Regions from separate parts of the Ovis aries genome. Here regions 2 and 3 are each linked to region 1. Evidence: chromatin contacts called from public Hi-C data. All regions are on one chromosome and are shown on one strand. Each heading gives the region's core, a stretch centred on a gene start, on an enhancer-like site or on the middle of the called end of the contact. The rest is flanking DNA. Distances are from core to core; before and after follow the strand shown.

Region 1 (3,928 bases), core at 565-3,064:
AAGTGAAACTGACCAATCAATTTTCCACAGCCACCCACCCACCCCACAACCCTGGTAAGAAGGGCCCTTTAGAGTCTGACAGAAAAGAGGGAAAAAGGAACTTCGGGTAGTGAGAGGGAGAGAAGGCAGAGATAAGTCACTGCCTTCTGAAAATAAGAGATTGCCATACAAGCGAAAACAAGGACCAAAGACTGGGCTGAGGAGGTGAGGGGAATTGATGTGGCTTTGGTAGGAAGCAGCAGCAGCTGTAAGGGTTCTTCATCGAGCTGAGGGAAACACAAATTGCAGTTTTAAATATAATGAATGACTTCACCGAAAGTGTTCATTCAAGTGAGAGATGGAGCAAAGAAAGAAATCTGAAGTATAAATGGGTTCTGGGAGTCCTATCCAAACCAAGCAGTTCCTCCTGGTGTCTTCGATGTCAAGACTCCCAATGAAGAAGGCCACAGGAAAGAACTAACCGTATTTCCTCCAAAAACGAATTTTGTAGGTAAAATTTTAAACGTGTACGATATGGCTTCCTAATTGACCTTGCCAATTTCACCACCACTGCTCCACAAATCCCTTGGGAACCAAAGGGCCCAATGAGTGTCCAGATTCTTCACACACCTCCCCAGTCTCCAGGCCCCCTCCTCACCAATGACAGCCCACCCTGGGTTCTGTAAACTGTATGGTTCTGGACCCTCCAACAACTAAATATAACCAGCAATCCAGCTCTCCCAAATTGTTTAACCCCTGATTACCTAGGGCCAACACAAAGCAGGGGTACCCCTGGGTCTCTGTTCCCTGACGCCTTTCCTGTGGAAAAGCAAAGTAATTTTTTTCCTCCTTAATTTCCCCATTTTTTTCATCGCCTCCTCCAATAATCTTGTCTGTCCTCTGTCTCTCATTCCCACCATTTAGAAGTCTTGGGAGACCAAATGCTGACTGGTGCTGCTGTCATAAGGTACCAGGTCCCTCATACCTCGCAGTACCTTGTACCCCCTCTCAAGACCCCAGCCATCCTTCTTCCCCTCAAAAGCCCACCTGTGTCAGTTTCACCCTTGTTTCCCCCATCCTCCTGGTCCACGTTTCCTATCCCCCTGCCCTCATTCCCGCAGGATTTCCTAATTTCTGGTTTCGAAGGCTTTTTAGCTTACTGTCTCCTGGCTCCGGGAGAGTTCCAAATGTCTTCTTTCTCATCACCCCTGCTACGACCCTCCGCACAGCCCGGGGAGCCCCCCGCCCATCCCCGGCTCCCTAGTTCCCCAGGTCCCGGCGCTCGGTGGCTGCTCTGCGCCTCCTCCGCTGTGCAGTTACCCTCTCCCGGGCCCCCCGGTGCCCCCCGCCTCCTGCTCTCCCTCTCCTCACTCTTGCCCGATAACCCCCTACCCGCTTCCCCGGTCCCCAACGCACTCCCGAGCCCCGCTCGCGGCGCCGACCCCTCCACCTCGGTGTCGCGGGGCTCCCTTTCCCCCGCCACACTCGGACGGTCCCGGGCCGCGCAGCCCCGCCGCCCCCCGGTCCCGCCGCGCCACTACCTTGGCCTTAGTGACGAGGTGCGTGGCCCGCTTGACCACCGCGAAGTTGCCCTTGCCGATGGTGCGGTCGATCTCGTAGTAGCCGATGCGGGCAGGCACCGGCCCGCGGGAGGCCGGGGCTGGGGGACGCGGCGGGCCAGCCGCCGGGGGGACAGCAGCGGGGGCGGCCGGGGGTCCCGGGGCGGGCGGAGGCAGCAGGCGGCCGGCCGGCCCGGCTCCCCCCGCTCCGGCCCCGGCAGCCCCGCCAGCTCCGCTCGCCGCCGCCGCCGCCATCTTGTTGTGCAGTGAAACCTCCGGGGCCGCGGGGAGCCGGCCGGGGGGGGAGAGGGGGCGGGGGGGGGCGGGAAAAGAGGTGGGGGGGCGGCGGACGTCACTCCAGGAGGCGGAGCGCCCGCGCCGCCGGGGCCGGGAGCCATGGCAACCTGTCGTCACGTGCCGACGCGCGTCACTGCCCGGAGCCATAGCAACCATGACCTCACCGGCTAGCTCGACCTTCCCGCGTGGGCCGGGTTCCTCCCGCGCCGGCTCCCGGGTGCCCCCCTCCGGGGAGGAGACAGTGGGTACCGCAAGTGTGCCAGCCAGTTCCAAGCCATTGCAGCGTTGCCCAAGTCGGGGGGTGCTTGTGCCTGACCCAAAACCTGCCCTCGATCCTCCCAGGAACTGCTAATGTCACCCCCTACTGTGACCTCTGTCCCAGTTCGGCAGTCACCCAGCCTCCTTTAAAGCAAAGTATTTCCTCCTCATCAAAAATATTAGCACTGTCCCACTTTAGCCCTTGAGGCCCCAAAGGCAGGAACAGCTACACTACTGAAGCTACTGTAACCAAGTCGGTAGCGAGGCAAGGGAATTCTTCAGTAAAATTCCTTCCTCTTACAACCTGGTACAACCAATCTAATTGTCACCGAATGTAGAAAATAGGGAAAGTAAGATTTGCGTGTCCAAGGGCGGAGAAACCAGCCCAAACACGCATTTCAGTCATTGGGTGGGTGAGGGCCAGAGCAGGGACGTCATTTTCCTTCCTCCCACCCCTTCTCTGAACAATTCTATAGCTAGATCATTGTCAAAAAGTGCCTGCATCCTATTTCTGTCACTTGTAAAACCCTGGTGAAGCAATGTGCGCATTGTCCAGTGAGTCACCTCATGGTTAAGGACGATCGGTCTGTTGGGCAAAATAAATAAGTAAATAATAAAATAAAAATTCCACCCCTACCAGCGACTCTCCAAGGACATTAAAGGTGATCAAATCAAATTCCAACAATAAATCTCACATCCCTTTTCTCTTCTCTGTTATCTGCTTTTCTGCATCCTCCGGAGCCCTCACCAGCTCCCCCCTCCTTTCTCTCCTCCCTCTATTAAGTAGATTGGCTTTAGCAGCTTCAGGTAAGGCTGGGGAGAGGTAGGCTACTTGGCTATCAATAACAAGATGTTCTGGGCAGGCAAGGGCTTCCTCAGTGGTTCAGGGGTAAAGAATCTGCCTGCAAAGCAGGAGACTTGGGAGATATGGTTCGATCCTTGGATAGGGAAGATCCCCTGGAGAAGGAAATGGCAACCTATTTCAGTATTCTTGCCTGGGAAATCCTGTGGACAGAGGAGCTTGGTGGGCTATATTCAAAGGATCACAAAAAGTCGGACACAGCCGAGCTTGCACACATACTGGCGTGGCAAGTGGGGAGGAGAAAAGGCCATGAACAGGCCAGTGTTGAAATGTATCCCACTTTCCAATCCTGATTCCTCTGTATCTATGTCTCTCTCAATGGCAGAACTGTGTTGTCAGGTCACTACAGGTACAATACTGAAAACTGACACCCAGTGCACTGTGAATGTGTGAGAAGCAGAGCACCTGTTTACTCTCTCGGACCGAAAGATATTTATTAGCTCTCTGATTCCTCAAGTGACTGTGAGTAATCGCTGGGACTAGGACAGGACAGGGAGGTCATTCCACAATTGCCTTGAATCAATCCCCTGGTGGCTGTTCCAAATTGCCAACACAATTAACACTAATTGGCTTCTTTACTAGCAAATGAGGATAAGGATGAAGTGGTCCTCAGCTTCTGGCACTGGTTAAGACCTTTCATTGGTTGAGCTCATTCAATCCCAGATAAATGATGGTGTGCAGCCAGCCTCTTTTACCATTTCGACCTACTCACCTGCCTCTAACAGGAACTGTACATTAACTTTGGTGCTGGGCCCAAGGGTCCTAGTTCTACTATCTTCCCTAAGGAAAGGAAGAGGAGGGTCTCAACAGGAAACTCATGAGAAATAAAGCAAGGGGGGAAAAAATCTTTTGCTCTGAGGGTTACAGGAGCAGCACTGAAACCATCAGCCTAACAGCTTTTCCTTTACTCGTAGAGATCGTTTGAACATCAAGCACAGCAGCTTTTGCTGCTCCCTGAAGGGTGTCGAAAACA
Region 2 (3,663 bases), core at 349-2,848, 280 kb before region 1:
GCCAGGCCTCCCTGTCCATCACCAACTCCCGGAGTTCACTCAGACTCACGTCCATCAAGTCAGTGATGCCATCCAGCCATCTCATCCTCTGTCGTCCTCTTCTCTTCCTGCCCCCAATCCCTCCCAGCATCAGAGTCTTTTCCAATGAGTCAACTCTTTGCATGAGGTGGCCAAAGTACTGGAGTTTCAGCTTCAGCATCATTCCCTTCAAAGAAATCCCAGAGCTGATCTCCTTCAGAATGGACTGGTTGGATCTCCTTGCAGTCCAAGGGACTCTCAAGAGTCTTCTCCAACACCACAGTTCAAAAGCATCAGTTATTCAGCGCTCAGCTTTCTTCACAGTCCAACTCTCACATCCGTACATGACCACAGGAAAAACCATAGCCTTGACTAGATGGACCTTTGTTGGCAAAGCAATGTCTCTGCTTTTAAATATGCTGTCTAGGTTGGTCATAACTTGTCTTCCAAGGAGTATGCGTCTTTTAATTTCATGGCTGCCGTCACCATCTGCAGTGATTTTGGAGCCCCAAAAAACAAAGTCTGACACTGTTTCCATGGTTTCCCCATCTGTTTCCCATCCATTTAATCTACCTAGGATCTGGGAAAGGATGCAGTGAAACGATGCATAGAAAAGCTTCTTGGAGACTGGAATATGCTAGTTACTGCAAGAGATGGTGATTGTTTTCCTGACTCAGGTCAGAAACAACGGGCCTGACAGGTCTGTAGCCCCAAGGATGGGGCTGGCACGGCAGGGCCTAAGGAAACTGCAGCTTTTCCTGAGCAGACAGGGAGGGTGAATAGTGGCAAGAGGCCTTGGTGAAAAAGGAAAAGGTATGAGTTTTGTAAAGTGTATTTTGAATTAGTAAGGGAGGAAGGAGCAAGCACCAAGCCCTTCATTTGAACCTGCCCTAATCCTTCAAGTCCACAGGCACGCTGAAGTCCCTTCAACCTCAGCTGCCCTTGAGAAAGAGGGCTGGGGAGCTATGTCCTCTGCCCTAGGGAAACGCTGGGGACAGGGAGCCCACTGCTCCCAGCAAAGCCAGTACTTCCTGGTTGAAGCTCTTTCAGGGCACCTGCATTGGATCATCCGTCACTTTGCCTGGTCCTCTCTTTCCTTCCTGTTTGAACCTTCCTGGCGGAGGTCCTCCAGCGCCGGCTTGGCCTTCTCGCCCAGCGCCTTCAGCTGCTCGGTGGCCTTGGCGTGGTACTCCGCCAGGCTGCCGCCGCCCTCCTTGAGCGCCTCCAGGCGCGCGGTCAGCCGCTGGCGCAGGTCGTCGCTGTAGGGCGCCAGCTGCTGCCGCAGCGTCTCCACGTGCGCGCGCGCGCGGTCGCGGAGCTCCTGGGCCAGCGGGCTCAGCTTGTCCTGCAGCTCCTGCACCTTCTGGCGCGCGCCCTCGCGAAACTCCTCGCCCAGCGGCGCCACCTTCTGGCGGTAGATCTCCACCTCCTCGTGCCACTTCTTCTGGAACTCGTCCAGGTAGGGCTGCACCTTCTGCCTCACCTCCTCCAGGTCCTTGTGCATCTCCTGCCTCAGCGACGCTGTCTCCTTCTCCAGGTTGTCACCGGGCCCAGCTGTTCACGCACTTTGGACAACGTGCTGGCCAGGGTGTCCCAGTTGTCCAGGAGTTTCAGGCTGAAAGGGGAGAGAGAGGAGGGCTCAGGCTAAACCTCCTGGGCCCCCTGGCTACCCCCAGAGCTGCAGCCCAGCGCCCGTGCTTGCCCCGTGTGAGACCTGGGCACACCTGTGCCTGAATGTGGGGTAGCTGGGGACAGATCCTTAGCCTAGCGTCTCCCATCCACGGTCTGCCCCCCACTCCCCACTGCATCCCATTGACCAGATGGATGCAGGAATTAGAAGGAGATAGAGCTGAAGCTGGTTTTGGTGCCTGATCCTGTCTGTCCCCAAAGGTGGGCCTTTTAAGGACCTAGTCTCTACTCTTCCAGCCCATTCTCCTCTCTGAAGACAGCCATCTCTGTTGCTGGCTGGAGCTGAGAAGGGAGTTAAGAATAGGAAGGGGAGGAGTGCATTGCAGAAAATAGCAACCAGACAGCACTGGTCTGCCCCTACCATCTCGCGGTAGTTATTAAGGCTTCCAATGCTGGGATCAGACTCCTTGGGTTTGTGTGTGGGCTCCATACATACTGACTGTGTGACCTTGGGCAAGTTTCTTAACCTCTCTGAGCCCCGTGTGTGCCTCAGTAGGGGATAAACTAGTGCATGCCTCTTGACTACCGCGTCAGGAAGGTAAGCTGAGTAATGCTGGGAGCCATACCTGGCCCACAGTCAGCGCTCATCAAGCATGGGCCATGTTTTGCCCCTGAAAATTTCACCGCCTTGCAACACTCCCAAATCAGGCACAGTCTAGCATGGGCTGGGTGCAAAGTAGGTGCTCACCTCTGGCCCCACACCTTCCCCAAAACCGGGCCAAAGGCGAAGAGGGCAGTGAGTCACCAAGGACTCTCAGTTGAGTTTGACCTCCTTGGTTGGGATCATGGGGTTTTTTTGTTTGCGTTTTGGACACATTGTCCAGCATGCAGGATCTTAGTTCCACAACCAGAGATGGGACCTGTGCTCCCTGGAGTGAAAGTGCAGAGTCTTGACCACTGGACAGCTGAGGAAGTCCCGGGGAGCATGCTGTGTATCAGTCTGTGAACAGGTTACTTCTAGGGTGTGGCAGAGAATGAGAGGCCCCTGTGCCCCCTCATTTGAAAAGACCCTGATTCTGGGAATGGTTGAAGGTGGGAGGAGAAGGGGATGATAGAGGATGAGATGGCTGGATGGCATCACCGACTCAATGGACATGACTTTGAGTAAACTCCAGGAGTTGGTGATGGACATGGAGGCCTGGCGTGCTGCGGTCCATGGGGTTGCAAAGAGTCGGACACGACTGAGCGACTGAACTGAACTGTGCCCTGTCTTAGATTGTTTGAGCTGCTGATGGAAAGGACGTGAGCGCCGGCAGCTCCAGCAGACCCTGGCCCTGTGAGTCAGGGCACGGCCACATGTGTGGGCACAAAGGGCTATGTGACGTTGGGTGAATCATATCCCTTTCTGAGCCTCAATCTCTTTATCTGTACAACAGACAGACCTAACGGTCAATGAGGTGATGAGGCTGAGACTCTAGCATCACCTATGGCCACCCTCCTGCCCCCAAAACAGAGATCAAACCGGTGGGCAGCCCGAGCCCAGAAGCAGGAGGGAACGACTCAGGCCCAGCCAGGGACGGGCCGATCACATGGACACAGGTCCCCGTGTTTGCTCCACACTGGCCGTCCACCCAGGGCAGAGCTCAAAGGGGGTGGCTCCTGGGTGGGAAGACCTGGGTGAGACGCTAGGAGGAACTTCCAGCACAGAAGGCCATGGTGAATCGGGGCCTCTGGCTGGCAGGGCTGAGTCAGCGCTGCCCAGTCCAGCCCTGTGGCAGGGGCATGGGTCACAGAGGCTCGTGAGCTAAGCCTCACTCGCACACAGGTGGAAGCAGAGAGATTTAGCCTAACCCTAGAGGACCACTTTCGGCCCAGCTGGTCAGACCTTCTCCCCATCCTCCCGCCCCTCCTCCCTGCCCGTTGCCAGGTATAGGGTCCAGGGCTGGAGCAGCATTCTCATCCCAGGGGAGCTATGCTTGGGGGAGGGAGAGAAGAAGGGAAGGAGAGGCAGCTTAG
Region 3 (3,383 bases), core at 567-3,066, 340 kb before region 1:
TCTGTCCACTTAAGAAGACAGATGACTAAATTTTTAATTATATTATTTCACATAAATATTTGTATATATAAGATGTCATAATAAATATAAGACACAATGGAGCACTCAGGAAGCACAGATAAACCCAAGGGTGTTAGGGAAGGCTCTTCAGAGATAAGGGTACAGTGTCTGAGAAGAGGCCTCAATGTACAGTGGAGGAGGGGAGCTAGAAAGGACAGTGGTACAACACATGTAACATCCAGGCAGCTATAGCGTCACCATTCACTTCCCCTCAAAGTTCTCCAACATTCAGTCAGAGACAGTTCAGCCACATGGGAAGGTGAACAAGTATACAGAAGAAATTATTCCCTGAGCTGCTGCAATGAGAAAACCCCAGCTCACCCTTCGAGTGGGCTGATCCTGCTCCAGGCCAGAGATGGCGCGGCTAATCAACCCTTCAACAGTAGTCAGAGCTGGTGAGTAAGAACAAAAGAAGCTGAGGTCAGGCTTCGCTTTGCCATCAAGTGCCGGTATGACCCTGCGCAGTTCGCTGAACTGTCTGGGCCTTGACTTCATTCACCTCTGGTTAACAGTGATTATTACAGACAATTCTGTAATAAGTACGTCACAGTGTTACTATCACTATATACTACCTTACGCTACTTTACCTAAGCTCTCTTAGGTTAAACCAATGAAGATCACAAGGATGTGGCCAAATCCATACATAAGCCACTACACCTGGCACCAAGAGTTTTGCAAGACAGTAAGATTCATGAACAGTGCATGAACAGCACAAACACTCTGATCTTAAATATACCTCCTTTCTGGCTGAAGGCAGGAATTTCAAAATCCAGCTCTGGTATCCTTGTGGTGGCAGAGTCAGTCTTCACTACTTCTCTGTCCATGTCCTGGGTAGAACAAAAACCCTTCAGTCCACAGAAGTCAACAATACAGGAGCCCCCAGCCCAGCTGTTTTCTTTCTTCTCCCTGCTGGGGGCAGTCCAGACTGCTCCTGCGGAACAGCACCTTGATGTGAACCAGCTACCCAACTGGTTAGAGTACTACTCATAAAACTACTGCTCATTTGATACCTTCTGATACTACGCTTCATTTGATACCTTACAAAGCATGTTCACCAGTCTTACCGCACCTGAGCAGATGATGGCACCAACGCCATTTTACAAAGGAGGAAACTGAGGCTTGGACAGACACTTCAGTGGATTTATTTGAGGTCTGACCACCTGGACCGAAGCTCCCACTCCAGTCCCCAAGCTTTCCCTAGGACACCAGGGTAACTGCCCTTGGCCCCTCTCACCTCCTGAGCCCTAACAGTCAGAGTGTAGCGCACTCCCTGGTCCTGGATCCTGCCCGCCGACTGGATCTCCGTGTTGTTCCAGCCACAGTGCTCGCAGGAAAAGGAGCTCACGATTATTTCTCTGAAGAAGGGGATCTTGGTGAGCAGGAGGCGCGTCATGCCCTGAGGAAGCAGAAAACAGTGAAGGAGAGTACCAAGGAAACTCCCAACCTCCCATCTACTGAGCCCCAAGCGTGCCTCGCCTCCAGGCCCCCAGTTGGGCTAGCCTGGCAGGATCGCCGACCCCCGCTCCTCCCCGCCTCTGCCCAACCCTCCAGCCGCCCGCGGCCGCACGCCCGTCTCACATTGCGGTAGCAGTTCATGCACAGCGACTCGATCTCAGTGGGCTGCTGCTCCTCGTCCTCAGCACTGATAGGCCGGAACAAGTGCCCGGGCTCGGGATCCCGAGCCGGGGCGGGCGAGGGAGCGGCAGCCGCCGCCGGGAGCCCAGGCTCCACAGCTCCACCGGCCGACATCACCACGCGAAGATCAGGCCTCAACTTCCGGCTTTTGCCTCCCTCTTGGCCCCACCCCTTCCGCCGGCACTTCCGCCAGCTCTGCCCACATCCTCCCGCCCCCGCCTCTTCTTAAAGAGGCCGCAGACTCTTCTCGGTGACATCCGGTCCTGACTTACGAAGCCTGCCGGTTCCAGGCTTTGCCTCCACCTCAATTCCGGCGTCACTGCCCCCAGGGCGACCTCTCAGACCCAGGGCAGTTTTATTGATCGTTTGCAATAGCTCCGTAGCACAAGGTTCTAACTGTTGGTCCCCAAGTCTAACTACAAGAGCCTTGACCACAAGAGACCTGGCCATCCATAGGTATCCCCGAGGAGGTGCACTCCGACCTGGATTTGCTTGGATCCACCTTTGGGCCACATGCTGCATCAGCTCTAAATTACCCTTCCTTAGTCCCTTTATCATTCTCTCCCTATCTGTTCCTCTCCCTCCCTATTTCTATCCAGGTAAACCCCTGCCCAAATTCCAGCCTCAAATACACAGCCTTCACCCACCTTTACTCCTGCCCGGTCATCCCCACCACATTGGACCTCAGCTGACTCACCCCTCCTGGTTTCCTAACAGCCTGGTTCCTTTTGGGGGTAAACTTTCCCTGGACACGTTTCCCCCAATTCAGCTGCTAAATCGAGGGTGTCATGGGAGAGGTCCAATCTGCAGGCTTATGAGGCCAGACTGAGGTGCGGTTCATGCTGTGAGGGAGTGTGGCGGTGAGAACCCTGTGCCAGGCAGGCTGAGCTGGAAGAATGCTGCCCAGGACGTCCCAAGTGTACAGGACTGGGTGTGCTTACCCTCTCCTCTTCCTTCCACTTCACCCTCCCTTGATTTCCCAGGGAGCTATAAGGAGCTGGGTTGCTACCGAGTGGTGAATCTGTACATAGGGAATGGTGGAGGTGAGGGGATGTAAGATTTTGAGGGTTGTCAGTTGAGAAGATTGTCAGTCATAAAAAGAGCCCTTGTCAAAAAAGAGGCCATTCAGGATATGGAACAGCAGAGACAACAAAGACAGGCCGCCACAGGAGCCTGTATCTTATGCAGACTGTCCTGCGATAAGCGGATGGGTACACCGTGCATGTACAAAGGAAGGGTCTCTAGTGTGCTCAGTTGCCTCCGACTCTCTGTGACCCCAAGGACTGTAGCCCGCCAGGTTCCTCTGTCCATGGGATTTCCCAGGCAAGAATACTGGAGCGGGTTGCCGTTTCCTTCTCCAGGGGACCTTCCTGACCCAGGAATCGAACCCACATCTCTCGAGTCTTCTGCATTGACAGGCAGGTTCTTTACCACTAGCGTCACCTAGGAAGCCCAAAGGGTCTCTAGCCCAGGCACAAACACCTGTCAGCCCAGGCAGAGCAGCAGCCCTCCAGCAGAACTGGACTGGGAGGGGGTCAGTGAGAAAGAGTAGCGAGGGACCGGAGGGGGTGATGGGGAGCTTTGGTGATAATGGTGAGGCCACTGCTTTCAGACATAGTCCAAATGAGAGTCACACCAGGCAAATAAGCTTCCATCATAATAAGCATCTATTTCACTTGTGTCAGAAG

What was found. A called contact is a pair of places that touch in the nucleus more often than the background predicts.
Region 2: a Hi-C map of liver shows a contact between it and region 1, with 4 times the contacts expected there. The contact joins the promoter of LOC132657854 here to the promoter of SIK3 in region 1. A contact is called at or near these places in 2 of 16 Hi-C or Micro-C datasets (liver and tail adipose tissue).
Region 3: a Hi-C map of liver shows a contact between it and region 1, with 4 times the contacts expected there. The contact joins the promoter of ZPR1 here to the promoter of SIK3 in region 1. A contact is called at or near these places in 8 of 16 Hi-C or Micro-C datasets (blood, hypothalamus, liver and 4 more).

What each region holds. Positions count from the first base shown.
Region 1 is chr15:27,508,744-27,512,671 of ARS-UI_Ramb_v3.0, forward strand. SIK3 (SIK family kinase 3) reads right to left here and starts at 1,815. Exons shown (of 23, transcript XM_060399705.1): 1 at 1,521-1,815. The coding sequence starts at 1,793.
Region 2 is chr15:27,225,182-27,228,844 of ARS-UI_Ramb_v3.0, forward strand. LOC132657854 (apolipoprotein A-I-like) reads right to left here and starts at 1,599. Exons shown (of 1, transcript XM_060399710.1): 1 at 1-1,599. The coding sequence starts at 1,522. The coding sequence ends at 1,091. The region is part of intron 3 of APOC3 (apolipoprotein C3); the gene reads left to right.
Region 3 is chr15:27,173,303-27,176,685 of ARS-UI_Ramb_v3.0, forward strand. ZPR1 (ZPR1 zinc finger) reads right to left here and starts at 1,817. Exons shown (of 13, transcript XM_042232951.2): 1 at 1,639-1,817; 2 at 1,295-1,456; 3 at 797-887; 4 at 382-452. The coding sequence starts at 1,809. APOA5 (apolipoprotein A5) reads right to left here. Exons shown (of 4, transcript XM_060399707.1): 4 at 3,340-3,383.